Linked DNA regions of Mus musculus: region 1 is linked to region 2. A link is a contact called in public HiChIP or PLAC-seq data. All regions are on one chromosome and are shown on one strand. Each heading gives the region's core, a stretch centred on a gene start, on an enhancer-like site or on the middle of the called end of the contact. The rest is flanking DNA. Distances are from core to core; before and after follow the strand shown.

What was found. HiChIP or PLAC-seq counts read pairs in DNA pulled down with a chosen protein or histone mark.
Region 1: a contact with region 2 is called in an H3K27ac HiChIP or PLAC-seq map of neural progenitor cells, with 2.5 times the contacts expected there. The contact joins two enhancer-like sites. A contact is called at or near these places in 2 of 15 datasets of contacts at CTCF or cohesin (the NIH/3T3 cell line and pro-B cells), 3 of 484 Hi-C or Micro-C datasets (embryonic stem cells and liver), 5 of 115 datasets of contacts at active chromatin or transcription factors (astrocytes, embryonic fibroblasts, embryonic stem cells and 2 more) and 1 of 9 other capture datasets (embryonic stem cells).

The regions. Positions count from the first base shown.
Region 1 is chr9:72,190,753-72,194,566 of GRCm38.p6, reverse strand. No RefSeq gene overlaps it. Among named protein-coding and RNA genes, the nearest start is that of Gm27188, 61 kb to the left of the region's middle. Within about 2 kb of position 1,771, at least 25 of the 459 cell types and tissues checked have an H3K27ac peak or open chromatin away from gene starts, as enhancers often do. A contact at or near this core is called in neural progenitor cells, where this site is marked.
Region 2 is chr9:72,084,621-72,088,304 of GRCm38.p6, reverse strand. All of the region lies in intron 3 of Tcf12 (transcription factor 12), which reads left to right. Among named protein-coding and RNA genes, the nearest start is that of Tcf12, 25 kb to the left of the region's middle. Within about 2 kb of position 2,329, at least 25 of the 459 cell types and tissues checked have an H3K27ac peak or open chromatin away from gene starts, as enhancers often do. A contact at or near this core is called in neural progenitor cells, where this site is marked.

The DNA.
Region 1 (3,814 bases), core at 522-3,021, 110 kb before region 2:
TCCTTGGGGGAGCTAGAGTATTGCTTGTTAGTGCCAAAGCCTTGTCAGATCTGTGAGGAGAAAGAGATGGGGTTGGGAGTGCAAAGATGGAACAGGAAGGGAAAAGAGAGATACAGAGGGAGGGAGGGAGGGAGGGAGGGAGGGAGGGAGGGAGGGAGGGAGGGAAGGAGGGAGGGAGGGAGGGAGGGAGGGAAGGAGGCAGGGAGAGGGGATCAAATGTGAGGGCAAACTGGAAGCCCAACTGAGAAGCAAGTAAGACATTATCACCAAGGCAGAAACTAAACAGCACTAAGATGGTTTTGTGGCTTTTTAAAAATGGGTGCCAGCAGCCCCAGCCTGTGGGTGGACACGCTAACCTGCCGGTTCTTCCACTGGCTGTATTCTGCAGTGTATGCAGCTTGGGTGGGCTCTCAGCCAGGGTTGGGACATGCCACATCTCCCCATCCAGTTGACCTTCCTAAGAGAAGGACCAGAACTGGATGTAGTACGGCTGGGGATCCAGAAGCCTTGACGACTTCTAGCTCAGCTTCAGGATAAAGTGAAGGATGTTCTAACTAGGAAAAGGTTTCAGTCCAAGGCTCACAGAAACTGGCAAAAACAAAGCCATCACTCCTTTTATAACTGAAGCAGAAGCGACCAGAAGACAACTGGAATGTTTCCCGTCATCACATTTACTAAAATTCCCTTTCCACCCAGGCCTCTTGGACTTTGCCACTTATGTCCTGGATCCCCTCTCACTATGGAAAGCCTTTCCCAGTCTCATTCTCTCCAGCGTCTCTACAGTTCCCTTCCAAGTCATGCATTTAATCAGCTGTCTTCCTATTGCTTATCCAGCATCTCTGTCTCTTTTATCCACCCATCATCTACTGTCTATACTGACCTGTCTTGTTATCCACCCATTTTATTTCACCTTAAATATGTTCTCCCTAGGATCTGGGCTCTTCTCCATCTACCCCCTGCAGCTGCTCTGGTGGCTCCCGCTCTTACAGGCCTCTTGGTGGTCTCTCCTGGGTTCAGCTTTGCCATGCCTCATTGGTTTCATAGAAGTCTGCTGCCTCCTTTCTTTTATCCCAATTTTTGAGGCATGTAAACTCCTGTTCTTTAGATATACATGCTCGCTTTGTAGGAGGTCTTATCCCATGGCTTTAACTTCTATCTCTTTGTCAATAACTCCCAGATCTATGTTCTCCAGTCCTGACATTTCGCCCCAAGCTGTAGACTTAGCAAATCTTTCTACTTAATGTTTTCATCAGATAACTAATAAGCATTTCAAATCAAACATTTTCAAAATAGAGTTTGATTTTTCTCCCCTAAACTTATCTGTCCCAGTTTCCTCCACAGCAATGACTGGCTTTATTTATCCTGTAGCTCAGCTTGTGTGCTTACACCTATATGGCATACAAGCCCAGGTATGGGAGATCCTGCCTGGCCCAAAGCCCTCTTGGTGGAGACCAGGACAGGATGGAATAGCTTCCTTGAAATTCCAAGCAGGGGCTGGTGAGATGGCTCAGTGGGTAAGAGCACCCGACTGCTCTTCCTAAGGTCCAGAGTTCAAATCCCAGCAACCACATGGTGGCTCACAACCATCTGTAACAAGATCTGACTCCCTCTTCTGGAGTGTCTGAAGACAGCTACAGTGTACTTACATATAATAAATAAATAAATCTTTTAAAAAAAAAAAAAAGAAAAGAAATTCCAAGCAGATGGTTGCCAAAAGTGGTGCCTGAGCCTCCGCTCAGGATTCTGCTGCATCTGATTGCGTAGGAAATGTTAAATCCAAAGTGCTTCGGGAAGGGGGAAGGGGGAAGGTGATTGGTTTGAATTCCTGCATCTAATTAACCACACCAGCCTCCTGACAAATGATCTTACTCTCAAGGGGGTAGGGAATTAAATATTTCCAAAAGGCAGTTTCCTAGAGAAGGAAACCCATGGGCAAAATCATCAGGTCTGTCTGGCACAAAATGCTCTCATCTCAGTGGCTGGAAACAGTGACTGTGTCGCATAGATTACGGAAGACTGCAGGAATTACACAAGGCTGGTTAGAAGGCTGCATTTGCACCTGAGAACCAAGAAAACCTCCATTCTACTGAGCCAGCCAAAGAGAAGAAATGTGTGAAGAATTGTCTACTAAACTCTAGGAGTTGAGCCATATGGAAATGAGCCATGAGGATCCTGACCCCAGGACTGAACAAAGCATAAACAAAGCACAATGCAGCTATTTTGGCTGGGCAACTTAGTCCAGGAACACCGCCATTTTCTTGGACATGTACTTTTTAGGGCTGGCCTGCAGGTGGTGGTGTAGCCCACAGAGGATTGTACAAGCAAGAGTCCGATAGGATGCTAGACCTAGATTCATATCTATATTAGGATTTTGTCCAAGTGTGTCTTGCCTACTTGATTCCGGATATGATTCATTAAGCATGAGGGAATGAGACCTTAGCCTGCCAAATAACTCCTTGCCTATTGATCTCAAAACCTTTTCCTCATCCAGACAAAAGAAAAGTCCCTTCCAGGTGTGCTTAAAAATGTCCTTTCTTGCTGGGTTTTGAGTATCCACAAAGAGAAGCCATCTATGGGATCAAGTGGCCAGTTCTGTCACAATGCTGGTGTAGCTGGTACCTAGACTCAGTTGAGTAGGTATCTTCCTCAGCTGAGTCAGCCCAATGCAGACAAAACCTGGACATACTAGGCTTGGCAAGAAGCCTGACATGCTGGTAGTGGGGTCACTACATTCCTGGGTTCAGTCAGACACCCAGAGAAGTCTTTACGTTTCCCGAACACCACTGCTCATCTATGGGGAGCTGGGAAAGGAAGCCTGAAGTTTATTCAATTCAGTTAAACTTAGTTCAATGGAGTGACTCACATGACCTCTTTAAGTGAATTCTGTTAGTTTATATTTTCTCTCCATCCCTTCGTTCTCTTCCAAGCTAGCTTCTGTGTGTACGGGGCCTGGAATACATTGGGAAGGGACATGGCTGTGAGGTAGCATTACCTAGAACCTCACTGGTCAATGATCCAGGGGCAAGGTTTTCTACTTTCTGAATTGGTGGTCACTGCAGTGTTATTTTCCCTGTCTAGACATATGAGGAAATTACCTCTGAAATTCATGGTCCTGGTCATCTGAATGTTCTGGCTGATAATATCTGGAGCCCCCTGATGTACCTCTGTGCTCTCAAAACCACTGGGTCTGTCAGAACGCGGGACTCGCTGGACTACCTGTGCAATCCCCAGTCATGTGAGCTCCGTGGTGACGATGGCTCATGCTTATCTGTCAGCTTGCCTCCCACTGCCGCCTCCTCACCTCCACTCATTGCCAAGAATCCGGCCTCTGGCCTTCTTGTGTCTGCTTTGCCTTCCTTTTTCCTTCCTCTTGGAATCGGGTGGGGCAGTTCATCTGTCCACCCATCTCCTCATAGGCTCTAGCTTTCATGGGCAGAAAGGGCCTTTTCTATACTTAAGAAAAGACACCAAGAATTGTACCCTCCATATTAGTCATTAATAACTTTGAACTTAAGAAATCCTTCCAGACACTATCTAAGTCTTACTGTGAAACCAAAGCAAAATGTAAGCAAAGGAGAGGGTCAGAACCTGACTGTGCAGAGCTACTCTGTCCATCAAGGTAAAGTCTAGCTCCAAGGTGATATGTACATCTAAAACACACTGGGGGCTGGAGTTAAGACTGCTTGCTGCTCTTGCAGAGGACAGTTCCCAGCACCCACGTCAGATGGCTCACAACTGCCTGTAACTTAGCTCCAGGAGAATCAGACGCCCTCTTTTGACACCTATGAGCAATGACACTCACATGCATATACCT
Region 2 (3,684 bases), core at 1,080-3,579:
CTTAGAGTGAGTGAGGCCTGAAGTGACAGCAGAGAACAGTTCTCAGGCCTCTGTTGTAGAACATCCCCAACTTCATCCTTGCTGTTGATTCACCCACCTTTGCTGTTATCAAAATTCTTCCCACAGAGAAACTGCAGCCTGTAAGAAACAGATGAAAGCCAAAGTCAGGTTACTTTTAACTGATTTTCTTTGTTTGATTCTCTTGAATCCAGTGAGGTTTTAAAAGAGAAAGAATATAATTTTATGATATCTGTTTCTTCTTTGTGACACAGGACAGGTCTCATGTATCTCAGGCTGGCTTCAGACTTGCTGTGTGGCTGAGTAAGACCTTGAACTTCTGATTCTCCTTTCTCAACTGCTAGGACTACAAGCCTGATTTAAGTAGTGCTAAAGCTCAAACCCAGAGTTTTCTGCTTAGTAAGACAGCACTCTAAGTTACATCCCTAACTCCAAGCTTAAGATTTCTACAAGAGATCATGTTATAGCACTCTGAAAAGGCAAAAAAACAATTGTTAACTTGGAGTAGTACGGCTGAAATCTCACATTTTATCCTTAGTCATTTTATTAAATTACTTTTAAGTTTTTCCTTAGGTTTTCAGGTGTTCTCAGCTACTTATCTCAATAGATGTTGCAGTAGCCTGTGCTCTAATGAAGTGCAATTTACATATATATATCTTAATATTGTTATGAATATGTATTATACAATTTAAATCTCAATAATTTAAATAGAAGTTTTACCAAAAATTATGATCCAGTTTTCTATTTATCACTAAAATGTAAATTTCTCTTTTATCTCTTTGTTTTATTTAGTAATTATTCAAAGCATAAAGAATACACAGGCATTCAGTAGGTTTATATTTTAATTTTATTATTATTATTATTTGGGTTTTCTAGACAGGGTTTCTTTGTGTACCCTGGCTGTCTTGGAACTCACTCTGTAGACCAGGCTGGCCTTGAACTCAGAAATCCGCCTGCCTCTGCCTCCCAAGTGCTGGGATTAAAGGCGGCACCAGCACCGCCCGGCTGGTTTATATTTTTGATTTATTTTTGGCTGTAAATGTTATATGTAAAACTCTGTATGATGTAAAAAAAAGGATTTGAAACTCATGCTTGAGTGAATTAAAAGTGCTTTAAAATAAATTATTTATTTTTATTTTATATATCTTGAGTGTTTTGCCTTCATGTGTGTATGTGTATCATGTGTATGCTTGAGTGTTTTGCCTTCATGTGTGTATGTGTATCACGTGTATGCTTGATGCCAGTGGGGCCCGGAAAAGGTTGTCATATCATCAGAACTGGAGTCACACACAGTTTTAAGCTGCCATGTGGGTGTTGGGAGCTTAACCTGGGTCCTCTAGGAACAGCCAGTGCCTTTAACCGCTTAGACATCTTTTCAGCCCTAAAAGTGCTGTATTTAGACAAGGATTTAATAATTTCTGTAGCATATTTACACATGGCATTTCTTAGTAAAGAAACCAAGATAAGAAACTATTGTATGAAAAAGTTTTCTAAAAGTTGAGTTACAGGCTTTATGTAACCAGTGTTCATTCTGCATGTTTTGTAATAGCAGGTTCTCTTCTAAGTGTTAGTGTGTAAAGGTGACAGGGACATGGTCCTTCTGTAGGATTACTTTTAGGAGATTTTATGTATCCTGGGTGGTGGTATAAAGTCCATTCAGTGGTGAATCATGATTAAAAAAGAAAAGAAAACAAAAAACCAGGAGGGTTTGAAAGCTATAACTTTAGTAGTTAAACTTAGCTGCTTTTAGTATTTTTTGTTTGTTTTTTGGTTTGGTGTTTGTTTGTTTGTTTTGTTTGTTTTGTTTTTTTTTGTGACTTGGTGTGAAAATGTTTGAGTTTGTACATCAGATTTCTAGTGGATTTGGTTATTTTGATAATGGTATTCACCATGGGTTAAACACTGGTCTGGATTTTCCCATATTAGATTATGCCTTGTTGTTGTTGTTTGTAGTCTTTGGAGTCATTGGCCTTTAATTTTTATTAGATAGCCTCTTTTAAAGAAAGTAGCTTAATTGGGAATGGAAGTAATCTATCTAATCTTCTAACCATACTGAGGAAAATATTTCAGAAACACACAAAAAAGTTTTGGATTATTATTTTGTTAATAACAATTAGTTCAAACCACTTGTATAAGAAGTACTTCCAGGTTTCTCATAGTTATGGTCCAGTGCAGATGTGGAGCTCAGATATCTTCCCATTTCTTTCTTCCACTGAAATTCTAGTAATTGTTCAGAATAGTAGTGTGAGTAGCGTGACTCAGGGAGGAAGTTGCATGGGCATTCCTAATGAAGTGGAAAGTGACTCCATTGTATGTGTTTAAATGGGTTGCAGTATCCCATGTACCATCTAGTGGTTTTTATAGGAGAATGCTCACAGTTTGTACATTGTGAGAACATTCCTTAAAGACAGGAAACATTTCTGAAGCAGATTTAATTTAGAATGATATGTCAAGGCCGGTTTTTTAAATTATACATTTGTTGTCTCAAAATAACTATTAATAACAAAAGATAATTCAACATTTATGTAACTTTTTACTTTAGCTTTTGTTTTCTAGGCACACTTGGGTCATAAAATGACTTTTCAGACTTTTAAGGAAGTCTTTGCTTTTATTTTAATAGAACTTGATTTTTAGATTTTATTGTTATATTTACTTTTAACTTAGAGACTTTGAATATATAGAAAACACACCTTGCTTTGCTATAGAATGTGGAATGGTATAAGTTGAATAGAGGTGAAAAGCAGTTTTCTTAAGAAAGAGGAAACATACTTGATCTCTGCATATGTCAGTTGTTCATTCATATATCTTTTACTTTGGGGCTGTGCATAGAACCTAGAGCCTTCTGCACTCTGGCAAGTGCTCTTTGTCTCTTATCTCCAAGGTACAAATTCTAGTCCCACTCTCCTTTTGTTTTCTTTAGGGCTTCATTGCTGTGAAGAGACACCATGACCAAGGCAAACATTCAATTAGGGCTACGGTTTCAGAGGTTTAGTCCATTATCATGACAGAAAGCATGGCAACATGCAGGCAGACATGGTGCTGGAGAAGCCATAGATCAGACAGCAGCATGAGACTATCTTCTGCAGGCAGTCAGGAGGAGCCTCTGATTCTACACTGGCGGAGCTTAGAGATTTATGGCCTCAAAGCCCATCTCCACAGTGACACACTTCCTCCAATAAGGCCATACCTTCTAATAGTGCTACTTCCTACGGGCCAAGCATTCCAAAACATGAGTCTACTGGAGGGGGTGGGGAGCAGACCTAGTCAAACCACTTCATTTTTATATTTGGAAACAGGGTCTTAAGTTACTCAAGCTGGCCTTGATCTCAGTGTAGTCCAGGCAGGTCTTGAACTTGGGGTCTTCCTGCTTCAGCCTCCTCTGGTGTATAACATGTATTACCAGGCCTGTCTTATTTATCCCCTTTACATTTTGTTCCCAGGAACAGTTTAGTTTTAGATAGGGTTTAGCTTTGTTGCCTTTGACTAGGCCATTGAGTCCTTAGCATGTGTTTTTTTTTTTTTTTTTTTTTTTTTTGGTTTTGTTTTTAGGTGAAAATAAAAGGGCAGGGAGCCTTTAAAATCAAGGTACAGACTATTTTTATTTTGTAGGAAGAGTATTTTGAGATCTAAAAAAAGGGGGAAAATCTTTGCTTAAGTTTGTTGATC